Linked DNA regions of Mus musculus: regions 1 and 3 are each linked to region 2. Evidence: chromatin contacts called from public HiChIP or PLAC-seq data. All regions are on one chromosome and are shown on one strand. The core of a region is the stretch at or near the end of the contact, and the rest is flanking DNA. Distances in the headings are between cores, read along the strand shown. Region 1 holds the start of Kcnmb2 (potassium large conductance calcium-activated channel, subfamily M, beta member 2). Region 2 overlaps Kcnmb2 (potassium large conductance calcium-activated channel, subfamily M, beta member 2). Region 3 overlaps Gm42201 (a long non-coding RNA gene).

Evidence for each region. HiChIP or PLAC-seq counts read pairs in DNA pulled down with a chosen protein or histone mark.
Region 1: an H3K27ac HiChIP or PLAC-seq map of VIP interneurons shows a contact between it and region 2, with 2.6 times the contacts expected there. The contact joins the promoter of Kcnmb2 here to the enhancer-like site in region 2. A contact is called at or near these places in 2 of 39 promoter capture datasets (embryonic stem cells and hippocampal neurons), 1 of 484 Hi-C or Micro-C datasets (cortical neurons), 4 of 115 datasets of contacts at active chromatin or transcription factors (SST interneurons, VIP interneurons, forebrain and 1 more) and 3 of 9 other capture datasets (adipose tissue, embryonic stem cells and pancreatic islet).
Region 3: an H3K27ac HiChIP or PLAC-seq map of SST interneurons shows a contact between it and region 2, with 7 times the contacts expected there. The contact joins two enhancer-like sites. A contact is called at or near these places in 2 of 484 Hi-C or Micro-C datasets (both in cortical neurons), 2 of 115 datasets of contacts at active chromatin or transcription factors (SST interneurons and VIP interneurons) and 1 of 9 other capture datasets (pancreatic islet).

Annotation. Positions count from the first base shown.
Region 1 is chr3:31,900,389-31,904,107 of GRCm38.p6, forward strand. Kcnmb2 (potassium large conductance calcium-activated channel, subfamily M, beta member 2) reads left to right here and starts at 2,315. Exons shown (of 6, transcript NM_028231.2): 1 at 2,315-2,537. Gm34031 (a long non-coding RNA gene) reads right to left here and starts at 1,786. Exons shown (of 3, transcript XR_389652.3): 1 at 1,668-1,786.
Region 2 is chr3:32,148,150-32,151,815 of GRCm38.p6, forward strand. All of the region lies in intron 2 of Kcnmb2 (potassium large conductance calcium-activated channel, subfamily M, beta member 2), which reads left to right. Among named protein-coding and RNA genes, the nearest start is that of Gm42201, 180 kb to the right of the region's middle. Within about 2 kb of position 2,107, at least 10 of the 459 cell types and tissues checked have an H3K27ac peak or open chromatin away from gene starts, as enhancers often do. A contact at or near this core is called in SST interneurons, VIP interneurons and pancreatic islet, where this site is marked.
Region 3 is chr3:32,316,556-32,319,915 of GRCm38.p6, forward strand. All of the region lies in intron 1 of Gm42201 (a long non-coding RNA gene), which reads right to left. Among named protein-coding and RNA genes, the nearest start is that of Gm42201, 8.1 kb to the right of the region's middle. Within about 2 kb of position 1,271, at least 8 of the 459 cell types and tissues checked have an H3K27ac peak or open chromatin away from gene starts, as enhancers often do. A contact at or near this core is called in SST interneurons and VIP interneurons, where this site is marked.

The DNA of each region.
Region 1 (3,719 bases), core at 1,065-3,564, 250 kb before region 2:
CCATTAAAAAAAAAAAAGAAGATTTCCATAAAACCCTAAAGAATTCCCTCCCAACAATTTCATTTTTGAACGTTTGTACTCACACCTTGGAGTGTGAACAAGAGCCCCTGGAAGGAAGCTGTGTCCACAAACACTGATGGACTAAGAATTTCAGTCACAGCGACAGGTTAGGATGTTACAGAGTCTGGCTTTACACTTTATCTTTATCTTGGCCTAGCTTTAGACCTCTAAGTAACTACTCCTTGCCCACCTCTTTGGGAACTAACATCCTGTGAGTAACAGATACAACCCCTTTGCAATTTAGCAACTTAACAGACTGCTGACTCCTACCAACCCAAAAGCTAAGAACAGAGCAATATAGAGTCTGAGGCCTCAGATGAGACTCCTGCATCTTGCTGAGACTGTCTCTTTGATGTACCCACCAGTGTTCTTAAAACCCCTTGACTTACAGCTGTCATTGTTTGAACTCTAAGAAACCGGCTTCCACTGCTTCCATGTGGACAAGGGGAAACCATGGGAATGTAGTTCTATGTTTCCTGGGCTTTGGCCATCAAATTTGATTCCCGAATATTCTCTTATTCCCTTGGAGATGAGAGCCTTGTTTTGTGTCAACAGTTGTGTGAATTGCTCCAATTACCATGAAATTAAGATACTGATGACAGTAATCAGCACTTCTTCTGCTCTCTTTACAATTATGAATATTTAACTATTTCTGAAATGGTTTCTCTTAGATGACCAAGTGATGAGCAAAACTTCTTTTAAAAAAAAAAAAGAAAAAAAAGTTTCTTTTCTATTTGAGGAGCTAAAAACAAGAAGAAACTCTTCTTTCTGTTGTATCAATCCAGTGGGTCCAGGGTTATCTTTCAAAATTCAAACTTCATATTCAGGCCCAGGGTTAGCTCTAAGGAAATGATGTAAGGACACTCACTCAGAATGAAGTATGATTATGGTTTGTGATACAAAGAGAGTCTTTTTTTCCTACTGAATCACATTTTATTCCCAAGAAAAAACTGTAACCAATCAAATAACAGCTAAAATTCAAATATAATCAGGGTATATTCAAACCAGCAGCCAGGAACATGAGAAAGAAAGAAAGGAATGAAAGCAAAATCTTTGGACCGATATGAGAGCAATTCTGATATTCAGTTATTATGTGGAAGAGGATGTGGGTCTGCTCAATGTCGTACTCCCAAACAGCAAAAATGCCCACAATTAAACAGTGGCAACTTAGAATCATGCCCCTGAGATGGTCTTCCAGAGGGTCACTGGCAGTGGCTGTAAGATGTTCATTACCACTATTCAATTTCTGTTCCATAGTCCAACATAGAACACTCCTGTCCATATTGCATCTGCTGGTCTCTAAGCCCCTCCCTTAGTGCCGACCACTCAGTTTCCATAGTAACTACTATATAACTATGGTTCTGAGGTAGCAAGAGAAGAGAAAGGAAAACCGAGTTAAAAAAAAAAGACTAAACCTGGGTAGTTGGAGCATTAAAACATTCTCTGGCAAGAACTTTGTTTTTGCATTCCTGTCCGGAAAAACACTTTTCAGAGTGATGTGTGTTTGCACACACAGAACAGCCTCCTCTCTGGCCAGTGTTTCTATGTCACTACTGTGTAAAGGACCACACCAAGGCAGGGCACCCATCCCAAGCTCCTCTACCCACCTTCCATTCTTTCCATGGAGAGAGCAGTGATGCAGGAAAAATGGTGACCTTTGCATGGAGCAAAGAACTGTGCAGCCGACATGCCCTAATGAGTTCATCTGTTTTCTGATGCATGCTGTCCGTCTGATACAACATTTGAGACTTCAGGTGAGTACATGCCATAAGGCATCCTCAGTTACCCATCACAACTTTCCCTGTGTGAAAGGATCCTCTCGCCTAGCTCTGGAAATAATGTCTTTTTCTAACTTGGGAAAGCAAGAGTCCCTTGCTGGGACTAACAGGATCACTTGGGGATTCCAAGGGTGTTTACTCCCAAGTTCACCCTCCTAGAGAGAGCTTATTTACAGGAGGAGTTCTTTCTTCCGAAGTTAGAGGATTTGGAAATCTAATCTAGTAGGTAGGGTGGCCGCAGAGCTAGGAGGGAAGTCAGATCAGGCTCCGCTCCCTTTTCAGTATGAAAATTCGAAAGCAGTGGGGAAGAAATGCTGGACCTATCACAGCGATGCTAACAGACAGCCTATTACAGTATTTAATAAAAACAGAAGCAGCGTGCCTGTCATAGGCTAATAAATCCTACCTCCTGCACGCTTTTAAAAACAGTCTGGACCGGCTTCCACAGAGCTTCGGAGAACTAATCTTAAGCATGGCTGTCTAGCGTGCCTGTCACTCCTATTGTCCTTCCAAACTCTTGCAGACATTTTGAGCGAGGAGTAAAGCTATGAGTTAGCGAGGGTGTGACATCAATGGTCCACAAAGACAGCCAGCAGGAAAGGTAAAGATGAGGACCGGTGGCTGTGTGGAGGACTACACGGGATCACTGTCATTAAAAATTAAGCGTGGCTTTTGAGGAAGATGTGACAACTCCTGAAGGTAGGATTTGCATGTAAAACAAAGGAATCTGTTGCTGTTTGGAGCTTTTTGTTGTCGCTGGGCTCAGCGCTGGGGTGCCTGTGGTCGGTCAGGGATTGCAGCCAGGTGCTACAGAGAGGCTTGGTTGACTTGGGGCTCCACGCTGACCAAAACACAAGACACACTGGGCAGTGTGAGGTTTTATGTCTGGAAAGCCTCATGGACAGGTTGGCTCCGGGCTCGATCGCAGCCTGCTGAGTGTGCACTCCACGTTGCTTTCGGTGGAGTAGAAGGCTTAGAGGTCATGGAGAAAACAGTTCTTTTCTTACCAGTGGTGCCTGATAGGCTGGGGAGGGGGCACTGAGAGAAGACTTTGGCAGGTGGGAGGCAGAGAGAGCCAAGAAAAATAGAGGAGGAAGCCGTGCTGAACTTGAAACCTGTTAGGTAAATATATATTCCTGGAGTCAGTGTGTTTTGGTGGTCAGAGGGTATTTCAGAAGATAGTGATGGATTTCCCCCTATAATCTACTATAAGAGAAATCTGGTTACCTCTGTCCATCTTGCATATTGAAAGGCTGGTCCACACCATTCTGTTCCTATTAATGGCTTTGCTAAAAACAGACCGGGAGTTTGAGAGTAAAGAAGGGGCTTTCTCTCTGTTCGTGTTCTTGCCTTTGAGCAACTGCTGGGCTGCAGATGGAAACGGGAATTCTTTAGAGGTTAAGGACTTGACCTTTTATTTTGTTAATGAATAGCTCGAAAGCTTAATCTTCCTTGAAGATAAGAGGAGCGGTTGGGTTCCACAGTCCGGGAGGAGGGGGCAATGATTAGCACTGGCAAGGAACTGCATACATCTCCTTGCACTTCAGATGGGCTCTGTACAGCTCTACTAGAGAGGGAAGGTAGGAACCACCCGCGGAGATTTCAGAGGCAAAAGTACAATGATCCAAAACCAATGTTTCTGCAATTTGATCCCCGGTGCCAGTACTGTCATTGCTTGTGACCCTCAGTGTGAAGTGGCAGGGACAAAGTGAATGTGTCCCTCCGTGGCGGGTGCGTTCTCTCCCCTGTGGACCTCACAGACTCAAAGCTGTAAGGATAACGCTTTCTATTTTGAAAACCAAACAAACAAACAAAAACAAACAAACAAGCAAACAAACAGAAAAACCTCTGCATTTCGATGCATGCATTTAGCTATAATGA
Region 2 (3,666 bases), core at 857-3,356:
AACAACAAAAAAATCTGCCATTTCCTCCAAGTGGCAAAAAAAAAAAAAAAAATTACTGAGTACCCACTGAATGTAGGCATTATTTCCCATCATCCCTGTGGCCATCCGACCTGATTTCTGTTATTACTCCCATATTCTTGATGAGGAAAATGAGGCTCAGGGAATTTAACAGCATATTGAGGTAATATAATCACTATACAAGGGCCTGGGGCTTCAACTGGAAACTCATTTCAGAGTTCTTCCAAGTGAACCCTGAGATGGCCATTTCTGGTGATTTTGGGACTGTAGATGTGATACTAGATATACTTCACTCTTCATGAATATGAACATCACTCTCCTCTTAAGGACAGTCATCCAGAGCAGCCTGACTTAGCCCATCCCCTCTTCTGGACTGAGAATTCTGTAAGAGGGATGGTGGTGTCTACTATATTCATTATTGCATCTCCATCACCAGACCCAGAGCCTGCCATGCAGTTGCATCTTCAATCCACATGTCGGATGATGAACTAAATGCTGAGGTAAATAAATGAACTGAGGTCAACCTGATCGTTTCTTGGAGATGGTAGAGTTGGGAGGAAAGGAAACATTTTGGTGTTAGTCATACAGGGACAGAATGGAGCTGCTCCCAAAGCTGCTGAGGGCCATTATAAGCCAAGAAAAGCAGGGTTCTGCTATTTAACTTGGGCTGGCATCCTTCAAAACCACAAATTAGATGTAGTGCTATGAATAATAGTTGGCTATGTGTCACAGAGACCAGATCATAAGTGACCACCACCTGTCTTCAGGCACAAGGTTCCTTGCATGGTCTCCCAGATGTTGAAAAATCATCTTCAGTGAAAACTTGGAAAATACTTTGCCACTTGTCTGATTGTTGTCAAGGAGCCGTTGGCTCTCAGCTTCCTCATTAACTCTCCATCTAAGTGGCAGATGTACCACTTGCTCAGTCTTTAGACACCAAGTGGGAGAAAGGTTCTTAGACCTGGTATAAGACACCATCGAGACTACACAGTCTTCCAGATCTCCAAATGAAACACACTCTGATTAAAAGGCTGGAAAAACCCATGAGAGAGACAGGAGACATAGCAAGGGAGAACCAAGGAAATATTGGCCACTACGTCAAATATCCCCCCCCCCCCAACTTGTTTTTCAAGACTGGGTTTCTGAGTATAGCTCAGGCTGTCCTTGAACTCACCGTGTAGGCCAAATTGGTCTCAAATTCAGAGCCCCACCCACCACTGACTCCTGAGTGCTGGGATTAAAGGCATGTGCTGCCACTATCAGGCTTCTAAAATGTTTCTGTTGTCATTTTTAAGAACAATGATGTGATCAATAAATAGCATAAAATTAAACAAGCTGAGAGGTCCAGTAAGATGTGGCGGGACAAGGAACTGTTTGAGGCACTACTGAGAAGGTCCAGCAACCCCAGGAGAATGAGCCTGAGCAGCTTTGGGAGTCGCTTCATTCTGTCCCTGTGTGACAAAGGCAAAAGCGTTCCTTTCCTCCCAACTCCACCGTCTGCAAGAGATGACCAGGACAGAGGTTGCTTGTTCTTCTGACTCCACCTGAAGAGCACAGTGCTTAGGGCAAGGCTGATGTTACGCTGTCCACAGCAGGCAGTAGACTGAGGCACACAATAGTTCTTAATAAAATTTGGCAAATAGACACTCAAATAAATGAACTCAAATAAAGTACATAGTTGATTTTGGAGGCAAAAAGCACAACAGGATTTAAAAAAATCACTCCCAACAAATAATGTTTTCTAAAGTAAATCACTTGATCTAAAATTACTACCATGCATTTGGCTTTCCCTTCAAACGCCCTGGAGCCAAAACAACTCAACCCTTACGGAGAGAAGGTATAATTTGCTGTCTGCAAAGATAAAGCCTCACCCATTAGATGCAACCCTAAATGCCTGTGCTTGGACTGACCTTTTGCTTCGCCACCGTGATGTCATTAGTGTGATAATTTTATGCAAGATTAAGCATGTAATTATGTGTTAAATACTTTCCTCCGCTCCTGCTTGCTCACTCAATAAAGCAGAGTGCATTAGGAGTGTCCTACACTAGAGCTCCAGGCTACTGGCGTTCTAAACGACGGCCTCTCTGCTCTTTCTCAGCTCGATATCTCACTTGCGCTTGCAGCTGTACCCTCAAGGCCCAGCACTGCGAGCTGCTAGCACTGAGAAGCCACTGCATGGAGCAACTCCAGCAGAAGCTCCTCGAATGCTTTCCACTTAAGTAAATTCAGAACCCAAGAGGTTGTAGCAGGATTTCACCCATTGGCTCCCCATCAGAGTTACCTGGATAGGAACTGCTCTGAAATGCTGAGCCATCTCTCCAGCCTGCAGCACCATAATTCTTCAATAATTCTCCCTAGACGTCTCCAGCGTACAACCAAACTCATTGGCATTACCATCCCAATCCTCTTGCTTAGGACAAGTGTCAGAACTTAGCGCTAATGAAGAAGTAGTTTGATCTTACCATCTCAATAGTTCTTGTGACAGTCACTGGCCCCATAGGACAGGAAAGAATTGGTTTGCTCCCTGTGCAGGTACAAAGCAACTTAATTGGATTTTCTTTGTGAAGAAAATCCAATCCATTTATTTTTAAGTTTATGTGTATGTAGTGAGGGTGGCAAAACAAAGGAAAGTAATGCTTAGTATGTGCTTATCACATGCCAGTATACTTGATATACTTGCAATGTTCTTGATATCACATGCGATGTACTGGAGGTCCTCTTGCATATATTGTTGACTTGTCTTCCAAGCCTGGTGGCAGAAATTATCCCTTCCATTTTTCCACCAAAACTTGGAGCTGTTAATTGGCTTGTACAAAGTCACACAGTTGGTAGATGTTGATGCCAAGAGGCGCGCAAACACCTGGACCATCTGCTGTTCGCACTCATCGTCTTCTTAGGCCATGCTGCCCTTTGCAAAAGATCCTTATTGAATGATAAGTCAGCCAACAACCTAAACTTTCCGAGTAAGTCAATGAGAGGAGAGGGGAGACATGATGGTTAGAGAAGAAGTGTAGAAGATGCCCAGGTCTGGGATGTAGCTGAATTGGTAGAGTGCTTGGCTGAATTCATCTGCAGGCACAAAGGCCAACTGTGGTGGCACACAGCTGTCACTCCAGCACTCAGGAGGTAGACAGAAGGATCAGAAGTTCAAGGTCATCCTATAGTACATAGATAATCCAAAGCTAGCATTTGTCTCAGATAGATAGATAGATAGATAGATAGATGGATGGATGGATGGATGGATGGATGGATGGATAGATAGATAGATAGATAGATAGATAGATAGATAGATAGATAGATAGATAGATAGATAGGCTAATAAACAGACAGACACACAGATAGGCATACAAACAGACAGGCAGGCAGGCAGGCAGGCAGGCAGGCAGACAGGCAGGCAGATAAAATAGAAGATGCAAGACAGCCTAAGCTAAGGGAAAATTTGAGAACATGCCACATGCACAGTGTCAGAACATGAGGCCAAACCAAGGCAACCCTCATAGTTTCTGGTGCTCTCTTAGGCTGTCAAAGCAGCAGAGCCATTTATTGCCAACTGTGCACTTGGCGCATCAGACACAGACCTGCAACTGCAGGTGCTGACACCCTACCTAACAAGGAAAGTGGAGTGTGTACAGACAAGACCATTGTGCC
Region 3 (3,360 bases), core at 21-2,520, 170 kb after region 2:
AATATCTGAATTAAACCCCATTAGATGAAAAGACTCAGGACAACCTGGGAAAGAAACTAAGTGTGTTCTCCTGCTTTTAAAGTGTCTACTTATCAGGCTGGGGAAATGACTCAGTGGTTCAGAGCACTGACTGCTCTTCCAGAGGACCCAGGTTCAATTCCCAGCACCCACATTGCAGCTCACAACTATCTCTAAGTCCCATTCCAGGGGATCGGACACCCTCTTCTAGCCTCTGCAGGTACTGTCTGCACATGGTACACAGACAAAATACCCATATGATAAAATAAAAATAAATAAAATCTCAATAAATAAAGTGTATATTAAGGGATCAGTGGTTAGAGTGCTCACTACTCTTACCAAGGAGTCAGATTTGGTTCCCAGTACCCACGTGTGAGCTCGCACTGCCTGTAGCTCCAGTTCCAGCAGATCCAATGGCCTGTTCTGGCCCTCCTCAGGACTTGCACATACATGGTACACGTAAAAATATGTAGGCACGCATATACAGAATAATAATAAATAAATCTTTAAAGTGAAAGATCAAAAAAGCATAGAAAATCAAATTACTGAAAAATGTAAACTAGCAACGTATATGCCTTAGCAGAATGGCAAAGGGTTCCAAAAGTAAACCAAAGACAGACTTAGACCAAGCAAGACTTGGAGGGCAAATAATGTGAAATGCATGCTAAAAACCCTGGTCTTTAAGCCTGACTTCAGCACTCACTGCCTGGGTAGCCCTGGACGGTAAGTAATGCCATCAGACCAGACAGATCAGCTGAAAAACTCCTTTCTGCCTTTGGCTCAGTACCCTGCCCTGCCCCCGTCTCTCCATACTCCCCTCACACAGACCCTCTCCCTTTCCCTCCCTCACTCTCTTTCCTCCCCTTCTCCCCTCTTTCTGTCTTCCTTTATTTCCCCCTTCCTGCTTTCTTCCTTTTCTCAGTAGCGACCTGAAGAGCCAGCATCTTAGCCAGCAGAAGACCGGCAGGTACAAAGAGCCTCGACCAAGTTTGTTACAGCTGGTCCCCACTAGAACTCTGAAGTCCCTTGAAGCTAGAGAATGACACGACATTTTTATTCATTTAAATTTTCAAAACTATTAGCAGAATCATGCCATCAGTTCACTTAGAAAAGCAAACATTACCTTTTTTTTTTTTTTTTTTTTAATCAAAGGCGGGTTTCCTTTTCTAGAATTCTAATCAAGTAAGCCGTATATAATGAGTGCATGGTGAGCTGCCCTCTTCTGTTCGTAGGCAGGCAGTGCAGGGCAGGCGGCAAACGTTAGCTCTGCGCAGGGCTTCACAAGGTAATGTGGACACAGCAGGATTTTAACATCTAGAATATTCCTACTGACCTCCAGCAACTGGAATATCCCGTTATGCCGAGTGGCTCCTCTTTGCCAGTTAAGAAGTACCCGTTCCTCTCTAGGGTGGCTGACCAGCGAGCTCTCTGGACCTGCAAAAGAATCTTCTCTTCCCGGTGAAGTAGAAAACATGACCTTGGGCTAGTGGCTCTAAGCCTGATTTCCCTGGGCTACTGAAGGAACTCACCAAATGTGTAAACCATGTGCCTCCCCCTTGTTGCTCCCTTTCTGTGTGCTTTGTCTTCACACTCACTGCCTAGAAGCTCGGAAAATGAAGCCAAACTGCTAACGTGTTCACACTCCCGCCAGCACCTTGCCACATGTGCCGCCCCACCATAACTTCCTCCGTGTCAGCGTGCAACTGACAGAGCAGTCAAGAAACAGACAAGCAAGGGTACGGGACCAAGCAGCTGCTGCCGGTTGCGTCTGGGCAGGAAGGAAATGCAAAGGAAAAGGGAAACTGAGGCCACTGAACCATCAGCAGAAGCTTGGGGCTAACGCTCCAGTCAAGACAGAGTTCTTCCATTGTAAGCCCAGTTGGTTGACTTCTTTTCTCAGTTACTCTCATGACCTTTCTTCCCCAGAGTCCACTGAGGTGTTTTCATAAGGGCTCCTTATTCCTGGAACACACTTTCCTGTGACTATCACCAACTCTAACGCCTTTTCATCTTCTTTACTATATAAAGCCATTCCACCTAATGCCTTAAGACCGTTAATCTTGACAGAGATCAAAGCCAATTGCATTTGCTTTAAAAACATATTTAAGTCGTCTCCAAAACCAAATATCTTTAACATTGAAACCCCATCCTTGGATCAGAAGAAAGTGCTGGAAAGCTTTCTGCCTCCCAGCCGCACCAGCTAGATTCCCCAGTTGATACAAGTGCCTACTAGGAGAAAACAAGAGTCTACAGAACCTCTCAGCACGCAATGTGTTGAATCTACTAAGTGATCCTGCTTATTAGTTAATTAGAAAGGCAGCAAGCTTAAAAGGGACTGGGGAGATGGCTCAGTGGGTAAGAGTGTTGTTCAGTAAAGCATAAGGACCTACGTTTAAATTCCTAGCGCCTATGTACGGGAACGCATGTCTATAACCCCAACACTGGGTCAGAGGCAGGCAGATCCAGAGATTCACTGGTCAGCCAGCATAGATTGAAGGAGGAGTTCAAGTTCAGAAAGTAAAACCCTGTCCTAAGGGTTACTTAAAGCAGAGAGTGAAGGAAAAAGACATCTGATGCCTTCCTATGGCACAACCACACACTCACATATATGCAACACATGCAACAGCAGAGGGTGTTTATATGCATGGTACAGATAACATAGTGAGACAGATAAAAGCAGTAATTGCCTACTCCTCCCACATGCATGTAAGTGGTCTAGACCCAATGTTACACCCTGTCTACTAGCGCACCTGCAAGTTGGAGATGGGCTATTGTTATTCACGTATTAGTTCACCTATATTTCTTTTTGAACATCTATCTCGTGCCTTAGTCAACTAGACTGAAAAAATGACCCAATCAATGGGACTTTTATAGCTGCCCATTCCCACCATCTTCACCCTTCTCACTCTCTAGGAAAGAAAAAGAGGAGGAAGAACAGAAGAGTATGAAGCCAGCATTAAGAACATTTAGGGCTGGGCTGCCTGGCAAGCATGAAGACCTGAGTTCAATCTCCAGACTCCATTAAAATAATAATAATAACAAGCCAACCCAAGGTGGGCATGGTGGCACAGGCCCTTAGTCCCAGCAGAGGCAGGTACATCTTTGTGAGTCCAAGGCCAGCCTGGTCTATAAAAGTTTCAAGGTGGCCAGGGCGGTTACACAGAGAAACCCTGCTTCAAAAAAAAACAAAAAACAAAAAACAAAAACAAAAAAATGAGAGAAAGAAAAGAAGGGAGGAAAGTAGGGAGGGAAGGAGGGAGGAGGGAGGGGGGAGGGAGGGAAGGAAGGAAGGAAGGAAGGAAGGAAGGAAGGAAGGAAGGAAGGAAGGAAGGAAGAGGCCAA